2 separate regions of the Mus musculus genome follow, and region 2 is linked to region 1. Evidence: chromatin contacts called from public promoter capture Hi-C data. All regions are on one chromosome and are shown on one strand. The core of a region is the stretch at or near the end of the contact, and the rest is flanking DNA. Distances in the headings are between cores, read along the strand shown. Region 1 overlaps Xpr1 (xenotropic and polytropic retrovirus receptor 1). Region 2 overlaps Xpr1 (xenotropic and polytropic retrovirus receptor 1).

Region 1 (7,745 bases), core at 2,852-5,351:
GGGAACATTGTAGATTTCATAACTAACCATTATATTTTCTTTCAGCTGTATTTAAACTTGAAACAGATAGAACTGTATGGCCCTTGATAAGAATCTATCGGGGTGGCTTTCTTCTGATTGAATTCCTTTTTCTACTGGGCATCAACACATATGGTTGGAGACAAGCTGGAGTAAATCATGTCCTCATCTTTGAACTTAATCCAAGAAACAATTTGTCTCATCAGCATCTCTTTGAGGTAATGAAGCACAGTCTTGTGAGTGTGTCCTCACTAAGTGAATGGCCGACTCACTGGGAGTCTCATGAGTGTACTCCACTCTGAGTGGCCGATCTGATGCCTGCTCAAGTCCATCTCCCATTTGAGGATTGTTGGATTGTTCATCGTTTTTTCTTATTTTTGTTTATTAAAGATTATTCTGTGTAATGATAAGAAGTAACTTTCTCTCTTTTGTGTTCCTTGTACTTTATAGATTGCTGGATTCCTGGGGATCTTGTGGTGCCTGAGCCTTCTGGCATGCTTCTTCGCTCCAATTAGTATCATCCCTATATATGTGTATCCACTAGCCCTTTATGGGTTTATGGTCTTCTTTCTTATCAACCCCACCAAAACTTTCTACTATAAATCCAGATTTTGGCTGCTCAAACTTCTGGTAAGTCTAGAAGGTGCATACAACATTTTTAGAATAGTGCATTAGCATTGGCTTCCTCCAATGCCACACACGGCTGCTGGATTGCACAGCCTCAGAGGCACATCGCACCGTGTGAGTGGTCCCAGCTTCAGGAGCAGGTGCTTCTGATGGATACCAGATAACCTTGAAAGTTTAAACGTGGCAGCCCTGGGAAAGTGCTTGACATTTTTTTCCATCCTAAAATGAAGTATAAAGTGACCAGATAGTGAGTTGATTTTATACATTTTGATTAGTTAACCAGTGTGGCAATATATAGACCTTTTTTTTTCTTTCTAAAGAAAAGAGAGCCAGGCATAGTAGTATCATGAAATTCCTTACTTAGGAGTTCAAGGCAGAAGGATCAGAAGTCCAAGGTCACTTTATACTGTATTTATGTCAGTATTATCTTAGATTACCTATAATTGTAGAATTCCTATAAAGTGTTTATTTGTTAAAGGTTTGTCTATTTTTACCTCATTCTTATATGTGAGTGTCTACATATATGTATGTATACCACATTCATATATGTGGGTGCCTACATATATGTATGTATACCATATACGTGGCTGGTATTTATGGAAGCCAGAAGAAGACATCTGATCCCTGGAGCTTAAGGTGCTGGGAACTGAACCCCCATCCTCCACAGGAGCAGCAAGAACATTAACTACTGAGACACCTCTAGTTTTCCTATAAAATTATTTCTAAATGAGTTTTTTTGGAAGATTCTGAAAGCTTACTGTGATACTATTGTAATACCAGGATGATGTAAGTGTGTACCTGTGTGCAGTTCCCCAGTGTGTCCTTTGTCTAAGTAGGAAAGCCATGATTTCATGCATGACTACTTTCTCTGATTAGTTGAACGATCTCTGTTGAGTGGATGTTTATGTCTGGGTCTGCACTGTGTTAATAATGCAGACTGGTTGATTGAAAAGGCTGGCGGGATGTATAAGAAGGATTAACACACTAGTAAAAGCCTTCCTAGAAGCAGTCAGAGAAAGAAGAGTAATTTGTTGCTTTTGTAATATTGTTACTAAAACGCAAGTGTATAGGTCATTTAAAATCAGTTGACCTATGTATTTTATTCAAATTTCATTGATAAGATAGTCCCTAAAATGTATGTCAGAAAATTAATAGAATGTTTTCACTGTAGTTATATTTCTTTGAAAAATTTTTAAATACTTGTCCTAAAATAAAATTCTTATTTCCCTTGATTTTCACCTCCATTTTTACTGTGAAAAAATGCTTGGTCTTATCAGTAAAGACCACTCACCATTTATATTCATAGTTATATGGGAATCTTTGAAATTGACATATGCTACCTTCCCTTCCAAAAAAAAAAGAAGCCTAAGCACTGTAAGTCCTAACTCTCTGCAATGTTGGTATGTCTGATCTAGTGTGCTCTATTTATACTCAGTGGGGTTTTGTCCTCTTTCCTGTCTCTGTATTTGCTCAACTAGAAATCCAATTAGGAGGCACAAGTAAAGCCCCAGATTTTCCAATAGTAACATTACCGTGTTCTTTTAGTAGCTAACTAAAGATTTAACATGGAGTCCTTAGTAATATCATTTAGAGATCAGTTTGTTTTGTTTTCTTATTGTTGTTGTTTTCAAGGCAGGGTATCTAGGTGTGGCCCTGTTTGTCCTGTCCTGGAACCCCATCTGCAAAAAAGGCTAGTCTTGAAAGCACCTAAATCTGTCTGCCTCCGCCTCCCAAGTCCTGGGACTAAAGGCATGTGCCACTACCACCTGGCTATAGATCAGTTTTTAACCAATATTTTCTTTAGTAGTATAATAAAATTGTATGTACATGCACATGAACTTAAGGGGCTGGAGAGATGGCTCAGTGGTTAAGAGCACAGGCTGCCTTCCAGAAGTCTCAGGTTTGATTCTCAGCACTCAAATGGTAGTTCAAAACTGCCTATAATTCCAGTTCCAGAAGATCATGGAACCAAAAGATATCAGTCTCAGAGACCAGTATTTCAAAACTTGTTATTATTGTTTCCAAATCTAGCTTCAATACAGTATCTGTTATAGATGACAGCCAGGATGATTCGTACTATATAGTCATGTGTCTCTGAGAGAAATGCTTATAGAATGAGTAGAAAGAGCCAGCCACATCTGAGAGGAGGGTTGCCATAGATTCCCAGGTTGAATGTGTCTACTAAATGAATACAGCTATACATCCAGAGAGCTAGGAATTTTAACGCATTTTCAAAATTACTACTGTGTCAGAGGAATACTTTATTATTATCTTATACATTTTCTTTTGTATAATAAAACAAGGGAATCTAAGAGGATAAAGATAAAAGCTATCTTTATCCATACTCCTTCGTGCAGGATTGTCCGGGTCCTTTGAACAACTTGAGTTTATCCCTGGTGGATTGCACTAGTGTCTGATCCTGCTCTGCAGTGCCAGGATTTCCTTTGCAATTATAACAGGTTTATACAGAACATGTCAAGATGAGTTTGTGTTAATGGGAATAACAAAGGACCTAGCTTTGGAACTGCTATGAGAGAAGGTTAAGCATGCTGCTACATACCTATGATCCTAGCACTTCGTGAGTAAAGGCAGGAGAATTTCAAGTTAGAGGCCAGCCTGGGCTACATAGTGAGGTCTGTCTCAACCTACTCCCCTTAAGAAAAGAATTGTTATAAAAATTGAGCTATACTATTCCATAAACCCTAAGAGAATATATTACATGAGTTAGTGTTCAGTAAGTTTGCTTAATAGATTTATCATTATTTTCAGAATAGTGGTCAGAGAGGTGATTTTTGTGGAAATTACAAGGTGAACATAGTCATTGCCATCACATTAGTGAAATCAATATTACATAGGCTAGGGTGCAATTAAGTGGTAGAGTGCTTGCCTTATATGCACAAAGTCCTGGGTTCGAAACCCAATGCTGTAAGAATGTCATTTAGGTTAGAGAATGTGACATGCCTCAGATGATGTAATCACCTTCTCTGCCTGTTCACACACACACACACACACACACACACACACACACACACACACACACACACACACACCTGGTTTTTTTGAGACAGGGTTTTTCTGTGCAGCCTTGGTTCTAGAACTAACTGTATACCAGGCTGGCCTCAAACTCGAAGATCTGCTTGCCCCTGCCTCCCTAGTGTTGGGATTAAAGGTGTGCGCTACCACTGTCTGGCCCTTCCTGTCTTTTCTAGGCAAAGAATGTCTCCTATCCAGGAAATGCTTTGTAGCATAACACCAGGTTGCCTTTCTGTGCTGCCATCAGCTTCTTCTTGACAGGGTCTTACTCTGTAGCTCAGGCTAGCCTCAAGCTTGTTGCAGTCCTGCCTCAGCTTTCTAAATGCCGGCTTACGGCAATGAACCACTATGCCTAGTATATTCTCCCTCCTCTTGCTTTCTGTTTTTTACCTGCCAACAACCCCATACTCACCACGAGCACTGTTTACCTTTTCACTCAACTCTTTCCTACTTTCCTACTTGACCTAACCTCATTGTCTGGGCTTTGTGTGTGTCTGTGATTTATTGGTTTCCTTTTCATCAGCAGTCACTCTGAATGGTCAGTCAGCCTTGAACTGGAGAACTGTTTCTGTGTTTTCTCATTTTTTTTTCCTTTCTTTTTCTCAGTTTCGAGTATTTACTGCTCCCTTCCATAAGGTAGGCTTTGCTGATTTCTGGCTGGCCGATCAGCTGAACAGCCTGTCAGTGATTCTCATGGACCTGGAATATATGATCTGCTTCTACAGTTTTGAGCTTAAATGGGATGAGAGTAAGGGCCTGTTGCCAAATGATCCACAAGGTAGAGTATGATTTTGTATTCACACTGCTGGATTGCCAGCATAAACCAAGAACTATTGGGAATGATAACTGCAACAGTTAAGGTCATGATGAAAACTCATCCAATAGCATTACACATGTAATTAAATGTGCTTGGCACTCTGCTAGCAATCTCCTTATTGAAATCATTTGGCTTTTAAGTTGTGTTAGGGTTTTAGTCAACCATTTGCCAAGAAATTTACAACTTACACTTAAAGAATTCTGCAGTTATCTCTCAACGTTCATATGTGTTGGTAGCTATATCACAAATCCTAGAGTGCCAGCAATTTGTCCTCACAGAAATGCTCAAGATGCCATTGTAGGTGTCAGTGATCTAAGTACTGATTGCTTAGAATCAGGTCAAGTGCCTTGAGAACATCCTGGTCAATTCAGAAGTCTTGACCTTCTAGCTCTTTACCCAGGCTTGGGTAATGCCAATTTCTGTAGTTAGCATTCATAACAGGTCTAATATAGACAGTTCTATAGCATATTCTCACAAAAGATTATGATACATTGGGTGTGGCAGCCTACCAAGCCTCTGTAGTCCCACCATTGAGGAGGCTGAAACCATAGAATAGTCCCTGGACAGCCTGGGATGCATAATGAAATCCTGTCTCAAAAACTACAACCACTCCAAAGCAGCAATAAAAACCAATAATGAAGCACAGGCTTGTTCTTAATTAGAAGGGAGGCCACAGAAGATGTACTCGGGGTCTGTTTTATAGTAGCTTGCCACTTATAAAACTGTCATGGTACCTGTGATGTTTTTAGGTTTTCCATATGTTTAAAGTCATAGAACAAAGCACGTGTTTTTCTTCCTTTTATTCTTAGACACTTTTCCTATAGCTTTATTACACTTGAAACAAAAAATAAAAAACTTTCGATTCTAGGATACTCAGAAATCTCAAAGAACATATTTTCCCGGTGGTCGCCTTGGCTTATCAGCCACTAAAGACCGTGAACAAATGGCACCTGCACAGGAGAAAGTGACTGTGAACCCACAGGCTGGGGTCTTATGCACACACTGATGGGGAGTTGTACTGTGTGACTAAAGGATGTGAACAATTCATCTTTTTGAACTGTAATTTTTTTTCCTTCTTCTTTGAAATCTTCACAGAACCAGAATTTTGCCACAAATATTCATATGGTGTGCGAGCCATTGTTCAATGTATTCCAGCTTGGCTTCGCTTCATCCAGTGCCTGCGCCGGTACCGTGACACGAGGAGGGCTTTTCCTCATCTAGTAAATGCTGGCAAATACTCCACAACTTTCTTCACCGTGACATTTGCAGCCCTTTACAGCACTCACGAAGGTATGCTGAGCTTTTGACATCTTAGCTCTTACTTCTCAAATCTGCTTTCCTGGACTTTGCCATCCCTGCTGCTGGTTCTGCTGAGGCGCCAGACCCTGGTTATCTCAGTTTAGCCTTGAACACAGTTTTAATCTCATTTCAATGGATATTAGCAAATATCATGAACAAGACTTGCAGTCAGTTGGGTAAGAATTGTGATGTTGTTTGAATCCTGACTGATGCTCAATGGCTTTAACCTATGGATGCCTTGGGTTTTCATTTACTGGTTTAGAAGGTATTTTTGAGATTTCCTTGTTCATTAATGAGGTTAAGAGATGGCTAGGTGCACAAGAATCCCTCTGGCAATCAAGTATATTTTTAATCATTTTCTTTCACCAACTAGTAAGGATTGTTTCCAGCCCATTTAACTGCAAATTGAGTTCTCTGATCCCTCTAGTTTCTCGTCTCCATGGCAACCTGCTATTACTTGCTACTGCTCTTCTGTTGGGAAGAGAAAAAAAGCTTTTAAGTTCAGAGCCACATGCTGAACACTCCTTTTGAATTTTTAACCTTTCCCCAAGAACTGTCAATCAGTGATTTCCCTTCCTTGTATTAAAATGCTTTCCTTCTTTGTCTGCTGAATAGACAGCGTCAGCCCACACCTTGAACAGTGCAAAGAGATGTGACTAATGCAGATGAGTAGAGTGCTTTTTAAATACTCAGGTAAATCGTTCTCAGTAACCTTTTTTGTGAGGCTGTATTGGGAGATTTATTCAGAGGTACAAAACTACTGTTGCTCTAACTTGTATCTGATGTCATGACAGACGAGGACACAGCACCATGAGATTGGTGCCTCTGAGCGTATACACTAGGACATAGATTCTGTGCTTAGAATAGTATTGATAAATGTAGCCAATAATTTTGCCACCAGGTCACCATTCTTGCTAAGTGATAGGATGTGATTGAGTACCTCAGTGAAGGAAGCATCCCCACAGCTCCTATAATTTTAGTTCTTGCTAGGGAATGCCAGTAGTCAGTACCAGCATGCACTGTGATTTATAAAGTTATTAGAGAATTTGTAAATTTGACAATTAATTTGGTGCAAGATGCTATGTGGCTCCTTTTGCTAAATTATCAGAGACACACCTGCCTCCCATCTTAGGTAAAAATGGCTACTTGAATATATTATACTAGTAATATATTCATTAAGAAGCTGAAAGTTGCCCAGGCTGTTGGTGCTGTTGACACAAATACAGTACTCACTTCAGGAAATAAGAGATAGTTTATTCTTGAGGCAAACATAAGTAACGGTAACCTGGGAGCACAGATTCAGGTTGTAACCATTGGAAGTGGTTACGTTAGATTTTATTAGTTACAGAACAAAGAAAATCATAAATGAAGGTATTTACTGAACACATTGATGGTGACTACAAGTAAGCAGGCCACGGCAAACCCAAGGGAAACTCTGTAGAGGTCTGGGATGTCTGATAAAATTTTTAGCTTTTAGATTGGTAAGGTTAGTGTTCTGCTAAGCATACATTTTAGGGCTATAGCGATAACTCAGTAAAATGCTTGCTGCACAAACTTGAGTATGTGAATTTGGTCCCCAACACCTATGTAAAGGCTGTGCATGGCAGCAAGCACCTATAATCCCAGCTCTGGGGAGATGGACATTGTGACTTGCTTGCCAGTCATACTAATCATGTCATTGAGCTCTAGGTTAAATCAGAGACCCTGTCTCAAAAAATAACGTAGAGAATGACTGGGGAAAACACTCAAAGAACACATTTGACAGATTTCCGTAGCCACAGAGTTGTTCAGATACAGGAGTGGACAGCGAGTGGCTTTAAAGGGACAGTGTAAGTAATCTGGTCCAGGTGTTCTCACTACATACAGTCAAGAGGCTCAGCCATGACGTGCAGCCTCAGACCAGCCTAGCAAGACCCTGTCTCAAAATAAGTATAATGGGGAATGTAGCTTA
Region 2 (7,745 bases), core at 3,601-6,100, 89 kb before region 1:
ATTTACTATCCAAAGTTGGTTGTGTTATTCCTTTTAGGAGAAAACACTGATTTTTTAGGCTGAGTAGGCTGGCTAAGGTAGCATATCTACAAAGTCCTTAGTGCTAGAATGCAAAAAAGCAGGTGTGCTTTATTTTTGAGACTATTTCTGTCATGGTGCTGCACCCTTGGGAATCATGTTGGGGTTCTGAGGGTATCATTGAGCACTAATTTTTACCTCTGAGGAATTTTTAACTGACATGGTCTTCTAATTATTATATATAAATATATATGTATGTATACATACACAGATACACACATTATATATAAGTATTACATGTATAACATATATGTTTTTGATTTTAGTAGATATATTGGACAGTTTATAGAATGAACTTGCAAAGGATCTTGGGAGGGATTAAAGGACCTAGGACACTTAGTGAGAACACTAAGGTATTTCCCTGGGTGTGAATTGTAAATACTTCTTTGTGTATTGACAGAATCTCAGAGTGTAGCCTAGAGTTGCCATCCTCTTACTTCAGCCTCCTAAATGCTATCTATGATCATGGGTATGTATTACTTTTCTTGATCCATAAAAGAGCTTAAAGAGATGACACAAAGTGATGTGTGTGTTATTTGTATCTTAAATGATGCTTTAGGTAGATTATGGTCAAAACCAGGAAAACTATTATCAAATAGTTTAGTAAAAAATTATAAAGGCTTGAACCAACGTTTTATTTAATCAGTTTTATTTATAGTCCATGTTTTAAATGAAATTGGGGTGTGTTAAAATTAATGCTATATAGTTTTTTCAGTTGGTATATAGTGTTTCAGTGTTAGTAGATAAGACAGTGCTGTCATTAGTGGCTTTTCGATTTGATGTTACAATGTAACATTTATCAGGTGCATTCTGTATGTCAAGCAGATAGTAGATATTGTCCATCTAGCATCTAGCTCACTCTGTCATATTTAAGTACTCTTTATGTGTGATCTTTACAGCAGGCCTATTGACATATAGATGTGTATCTTATTTTTTAAGGAGAAAGTCGTCCTTTAGTAGTTGTCCAAGGTCACACAGGTAGTTTAGGATGAATCAAGATTATGAGCTCATTTGTCTAGTCCAGATTCTATTTTTATTTAACGTAATCTTTTGAGATTATAAATATGTCATTCCCCCTTCTCTTTCCTCCCTGAACCCCATTCCATGTACTCCATCCCCTTTCTCTCCTTCAAATTCAGTTCTACTAGGCCTGTGGTGGGTTTCTTGTGCACTGGGTCTGCTGACTGAGAAAAGGGTGGAAGAGGAGGAATGGAATGTGAGAAACTTGGTAGTTAGGACTCTCAGGGCATTTGCTGCAGGGATAATAAATGCCGCTAGAATTTGAAAAAAGGTGTCATTTGAGGTCAGCGCCTTGCTTGGGAACACTACTTCACTAGTTGCCAAGAAGCTTCACAGAATGCCTTTACTTTGGTGAATGCAGTGGGCTCCAAGTTCTGTCTGAATTTGGTCTTTTCACTGACCCTAGGTTGATGGGGCTTGACCAATGGTATACAATTAAGTGGTTGACTGAATATTGTAAGCTCACAAAGGAGTGATAATGTGTAAATACTCGTGTGCGGAATTACTCCTTACCGTGGGGAATGCACTCAAGCACTCACTCTGTAGGCGAGACTAGGCCTCCCTGGCCATCATTCTGCTCTCGGTTCTCTCCACCAGTCTGATGAGAGGAGGTAAATTATGAGACTGGCTGAGCATGTCATTAGAGAGCTAGAGTTATGGTGCACTCATTTCATTCTGCAAGGCCAAAGTTTTGTGCTGTTTGGGTGAGTCTGATATCTTTTTACTGAAATATGCTTGGATGTGCTGCCATGGTTACTGTTGAGATGCCCTTTCACCTTCACTTTTTTTTTTTTAAAGATTTCTCTATTGTTATATGTAAGTACACTGTAGCTGTCTTCAGACACACCAGAAGAGGGCGTCAGATCTCATTACGGATGGTTGCGAGCTACCATGTGGTTGCTGGGATTTGAACTCAGGACCTTCGGAAGAGCAGTCAGTGCTCTTAACCGCTGAGCCATCCTTCACCTTTACTTTTATTGCTGGTCTCTCCCCTATTCTATTTTTTTCTCTTCTCTTCTCTTCTCTTCTCTTCTCTTCTCTTCTCTTCTCTTCTCTTCTCTTCTCTTCTCTTCTCTTCTCTTCTCTTCTCTTCTCTTCTCTCCCTCTCCCTCTCCCTCTCCCTCTCCCTCTCCCTCTCCCTCTCCCTCTCCCTCTCCCTCTCCCTCTCCCTCTCCCTCTCCCTCTCCCTCTCCCTCTCCCTCTCCCTCTCCCTCTCCCTCTCCCTCTCCCCTCCCCTCCCCCTCCCCTCCCCTCCCCTCCCCTCCCCTCCCCTCCCCTCCCCTTCTCTTCTTTTAAAGTTAATGTTAGTATTGGGCTGGAGAAATGGCTCGGAAGGTAAAGGCATCTACTACCAGTCCAAAGATGATCTGAATCATATGGTAGAAGGATAGAACCAACTCCCATGGGTTGTCCTCTGACCTCCACACATGTGCTGTGTTATGTATATGCATGCACTCATACACACATACATTTTAAAGATTATTTTAAAAAGATAGTGTGAATTCCTATCCTAGTATATGAATGTTTTGTTCATAGCTTTGTTTTTTCCAGAACTAGGATTTGAACTCAGGGCCTTGTGGATGCTGTACAGGCATTCTGTCACTGAACTACATCTCCAGCCTCAGCCTAGTTGGATTTTAAGACATTTAAAGTCTGGCTTTGTTATTTGATAGTTATAAACCTTTTCTGAATCTTAGGATTCTACACTAGAATGGTGTAAATGCCATTTTCAGTAATTGTGATACTGTATGTAAAACACCTGGTCTGTATATTATTGTAGTCAGTGCTAATTATTTTTTTCAATTTTTTATTATATATTTTCTTCATTTACATTTCAAATACTATCCGGAAAGTCCCTTATACACCCCCCCCGCCCCCCGCCTCGCTCCCTTACCCACCCACTCCCACTCCCACTTCTTGGCCCTGGTGTTCCCCTGTACTGGGGCATATAATGTTTGCAAGACCAAGGGGCTTTTCTTCCCAATGTATTATTTTTTTATTGAGCTAGGGCAGACACTTGGCGCTACAGCTTTTATCACTAGAGGGATGTTATTTGGTTCTAAGGAAAATAGCGTTGGCACTCATCTTGATTGGCAACTGCAGTGCAGCACTGGCAGGGGCACTTTCAGTGATGCAGGAAATGTTCTGTATCTGTGTCGTCCAGTATAGGGCCAAAGTCACATGTGACTGATGAGTCTTTGAGATGTGGTTTATGACACTGCGGAACTGAATATTTAATTTTAGCTAATTAAAAATTTAATAGTAACATGTGGCTAGTGGCTACTACAAAGCTCTAAAACTTTTATTATTCCTGGCCATGACAAGGGCAAAGTATCCCAATTTAGATTCCTTTTACTACTACTGGTGCACCTTTATTTTGTCCTTGAATCTGGGTTTACCAGCATCCATGGTGGCAGATGCCAGTGTTGGTAGGCTTGTTGAATCAAGGTTTCATTTTGGAACTGTTGAAGATTGTTTCTCAAAGACTGGTCTGATGACTCTTTGCTATAGTCACTCAGGCTGCTTATCAAGCAGAACTGTGGGTGCCTGCAAAGGGCCCTGCTGAGAAGCCTGAGCACCAGAGTTTCATACCTGCAACCCACAGAGCGAAAGGAGAGAACTGACTTTTGGAAATTGTCTCTGTCCTCTGCTGGCACACTGTGGCATTTGTGCACGCACGCACGCACACACACACACACACACACACACACACACACATTCTGTCCCTCTAAGCCAAATCAAACCAGCATGAAGTTCTGAGTTTTGGCTCGGGAAGGTGTAACTTTGCTTTGCCTTGTGTTTTGTCTCTATCTTTAGCAGCTGGCAGAACCTAACATGGCCTTCTCACATGCTCTTACTCCATGTGGCGCCATGGTGAGTGCAGGACTCTTATTCGTCTCTCCCCCATCTTACTCCTCTGGGCAGCTGCTTAGATGTGTAACTTGTCTGCTCCTGCATGGTTTTCCTTTCTTTCTTTTAGAGAATTATTTATTTATTTTATGTACACTGTCACTACCTTCAGACATATCAGAAGCAGCCATCAGATCCCATTACAGATGGTTATGAGCCACCATTCTGGGATTCGAACTAAGGACCTTTGGAAGAGCAATCAGTGCTCTTAATTGCTGAGCCATCTCTCTAGCCCGAGTATTTTTCTTTTAAATTCTAGTAAAATTGTTCTTGAGCTTCAAAAAAAAAATTAAATAATGAGTGCAATTTTAAAACTGTAGAAGTGCCAGTATCTACACCCTCCTAAATCTATGGAAAGTAGAATTTCTGGCTTTAAGACCACATCTTATGATTAAAAAACAGGACAAAACCACACAAAAAACAACTTTTTGAGATTATTCTTATTATTACACTAATTACATCTGTTCTTTTTACTTAAGAAAATTTACAATAACAAGGTTTATACATTTGTTATTTCATTGTGAGTAGTTTTACAGTTAGCATATTTATTAGGGAAGACTTAGTTTCTAATGTTGTAAATGTTCTAAAGTCTCATTTACTGGGTTCCTGAAAAATTTATTGTGTTTCTCACAATTCCTGTGGGCGTATAGGAAGAATAACTCCCTTGTTAGTGAAACTAACCTAGAATAGCATTTTCTAGTACAAGGTTGATGGCCTCTCTACTTTGATTAAAAAATTAAAGATGGATAACTACCTTAAAGCAAACTCACAGGAGGGTTCTTTATCTAAAATAAAATAGTAAGAGCTTGAGGTCGCTCTTGAGTGTGTATGTAAATGAGCTCTGTTGAGGCTGTTACATAATCATCATCATATTCACATGCCATTGTTTAAATAATGCGTACTGGACAAAGAGTCCAGGGCAATGTTGTAGTTTTCCTCCAGTTGTGTTCTCTGGTACTTGTACCTGCACATGCTCAGAGGTCAGAGGACATCAGTGTCCTGCTCTGTCACTCTCTACTTTATCCTGTGAGACACAGGGTCTGTCTCTGAACCTGGAGCTGTGTTGGCAGCATGCAAACCCCAGGGATCCCCTTGATCCTGTCCCCTGCAGCTTTGGGGACCTGTGCGTGTTGCTACCTCTCACTATTCACAGAGGCCCTGGGAATTTGAACTCAGGTCTTCATGCTTTGCCCAGCAAGCACTTTTTCTTACTGAACCTGTTCCCAGCCCCTGCACTTATATTTTCTTAGTTGGCGTGTTCATAACACTTGTTGTGAGAGAGTTAGTGGGAAGAAACCAACTTGGAATCCTGCCAGGTAGTGAATAGACTTGATTATCTATTCTAGTCTATGCTGGTCATCTTTGTCCTCTGCTTGGTCTGGAGTCAGTATCCTAATCCTTCTTCTCTCCTTTAATTCTGTTTCTTGGTCTAAATGATGTTGGTGGAAAGTATTGTGGTAGCCAGGAGTAGACCTGTTAACTACTTTATTCAACCAATCCTATATTTAGCCTCTTCTTTAACTGGCCTTCTCAACCACATGGTACTTCCAGTTCTTGGCCTGTTCTGGGTTTATAGACTTCCATTGGCTTGCTTCTTGCTGGAATCCTACTCTGAAGGTATTTCAAGTTTTCCATGGTGTGTGGTAAAGTCACACTCCTCTACCTGTGCTCTGGATTTGGCAGATGTGCTGAACCTGCTGTCTGCTATCGCCCTCCCCATTCCTTTTTTCTTACTGCTTATACTTAAAGTAATCCCTACATTGTCATTAAGCTTTGAGAGGGAAAGGAGATAGATATATGGAGTCAACATTCCATATAACCGGAATTATGTGCTCCCTCTCTGTTAACTTAGAGTCACTCCATTACCTAGATTAGAACTGTTACTTGGAGTGGCTAGGAGAGCCATAAAAGCACTTTTGGGGTTGGGAATCATAGCAGGTAGAACATGTATCTAACAATAGGCCTCTAGGTTCAGTTCCCAGTGCGCCTCCAACCCCCGAAATAGAGAGTGGTGGTGCCTTTCAGGATTTATGGTACAAGTAACTTTTTTCCCCCATTTAGTATTAGTTAAATGTAAATTAGTTAGTAATTTGCTCCAAATTAGTATCAAGACTTCCACAAACACTTGGTTTGTTTGACAAAATTTAGTACAGTATGTTGAAGGGAAAAGTGAACAAAGAATTGATCACTGGATTTTTTGACAGTGGATATGTGAGTGTGTGACTGACATGGGCAGGGGCCTGGGTTCAGTCTCCAGCTCCAAAGTCAGAAGTGATGAGGAGGAAGAGGGGAGAGAGACGGAGGGGGGGGGAAGGAGAGAGGGGAGAGGAGGAGGAAGAGGAAGAGGAGGAAGAGAAGGAGGAGGAAGAGGAGCAAGATTGTTAATCTTATTTCACATGGAAGCTTTAAACTTCTTTTAAAATGACTAAGTGTCAGCGAGCTCTGACACAGTGAGGAAGAGCGATTTAGAAGAGTAAAGGAGGCTGAAGGTAGCCAGCAATGGAGGGAACATTGCGTTTGTCTTTGGGGATTAGTTTAGAGAACTTTTTGTTTTTCTTACTCAGTGAGCCAGTGTTTAGCACTAGGTTTTTGATCTTTTCCATTTTTCTAATATTTTTATAATAGTGGGTAACAAAACTACCAATAAACAGAAGAATTGGCACATATAATTACATGGTCTATGCATATATCTTTAAGCTTATGCTTTGAAAGATGAATGTCTCAAAGTGTTCTACTATTGATATTTCTTAGAAAGGACCAAAAATATTTTCTATATGATTTGAATGCATTGTACTAAGGGCCTTTAAAATTTAATTTTTTTTTTTTAAATTTCAAAGATGGTCTTACCATGTAGCCTTGGCTGGCTTAGAGCTTACTGTGGGCTTGGAACTTACAGGGATCTACCAGATTCTGCCTCTGGAGCAAAAAATCTGGTTCTTAATAGGGTGATGTTAGAAAATACATTGATTGGGGGCTGGTGAGATGGCTCAGTTGATAAGAGTACCTGACTGCTCTTCCGAAGGTCCAGAGTTCAAATCCCAGCAACCACATGGTGGCTCACAACCATCTGTAACGAGATCTGACACCCTCTTCTGGAGTGTCTAAGGACAGCTACAGTGTACTTTACATATAATAAATAAATAAATCTTTAAGGATGGACCATGTAGAGACTGCCATATCCAGGGATCCACCCCATAATCAGCATCCAAACGCTGACACCATTGCATATACTAGCAAGATTTTGCTGAAAGGACCCAGATGTAGCTGTCTCTTGTGAGACTATGCCGGGGCCTAGCAAACACAGAAGTGGATGCTCACAGTCAGCTAATGGATGGATCACAGGGCTCCCAATGGAGGAGCTAGAGAAAGTACCCAAGGAGCTAAAGGGATCTGCAACCCTATAGGTGGAACAACATTATGAACTAACCAGTACCCCGGAGCTCTTGACTCTAGCTGCATATGTATCAAAAGATGGCCTAGGCGGCCATCACTGGAAAGAGAGGCCCACTGGACACACAAACTTTATATGCCCCAGTACAGGGGAACGCCAGGGCCAAAAAGGAGGAGTGGGTGGGTAGGGGAGTGGGGGTGGGTGGGTATGGGGGACTTTTGGTATAGCATTGGAAATGTAAATGAGCTAAATACCTAATAAAAAATGGAAAAAAATCTTTAAAAAAAAAAGAAAATACATTGATTTTTGTCAGGACAGTGGTGGCAAATGCCTTTAGGCCCAGCAC

The links. Capture Hi-C pulls out chosen DNA fragments and counts their contacts.
Region 2: a contact with region 1 is called in a promoter capture Hi-C map of adipose tissue. The contact joins two enhancer-like sites. A contact is called at or near these places in 1 of 39 promoter capture datasets (second pharyngeal arch cranial neural crest), 2 of 15 datasets of contacts at CTCF or cohesin (the G1E-ER4 cell line and pro-B cells), 31 of 484 Hi-C or Micro-C datasets (3T3-L1-derived adipocytes, the 63-12 cell line, B cells and 25 more), 1 of 115 datasets of contacts at active chromatin or transcription factors (bone marrow-derived dendritic cells) and 3 of 9 other capture datasets (adipose tissue, liver and pancreatic islet).

Annotation. Positions count from the first base shown.
Region 1 is chr1:155,305,662-155,313,406 of GRCm38.p6, reverse strand. Xpr1 (xenotropic and polytropic retrovirus receptor 1) reads left to right here. Exons shown (of 15, transcript NM_011273.2): 8 at 46-236; 9 at 469-648; 10 at 4,285-4,456; 11 at 5,591-5,785. Among named protein-coding and RNA genes, the nearest start is that of BC034090, 65 kb to the right of the region's middle. Within about 2 kb of position 4,101, at least 2 of the 459 cell types and tissues checked have an H3K27ac peak or open chromatin away from gene starts, as enhancers often do.
Region 2 is chr1:155,395,741-155,403,485 of GRCm38.p6, reverse strand. The region is part of intron 1 of Xpr1 (xenotropic and polytropic retrovirus receptor 1); the gene reads left to right. Among named protein-coding and RNA genes, the nearest start is that of Xpr1, 18 kb to the left of the region's middle. Within about 2 kb of position 4,850, at least 6 of the 459 cell types and tissues checked have an H3K27ac peak or open chromatin away from gene starts, as enhancers often do.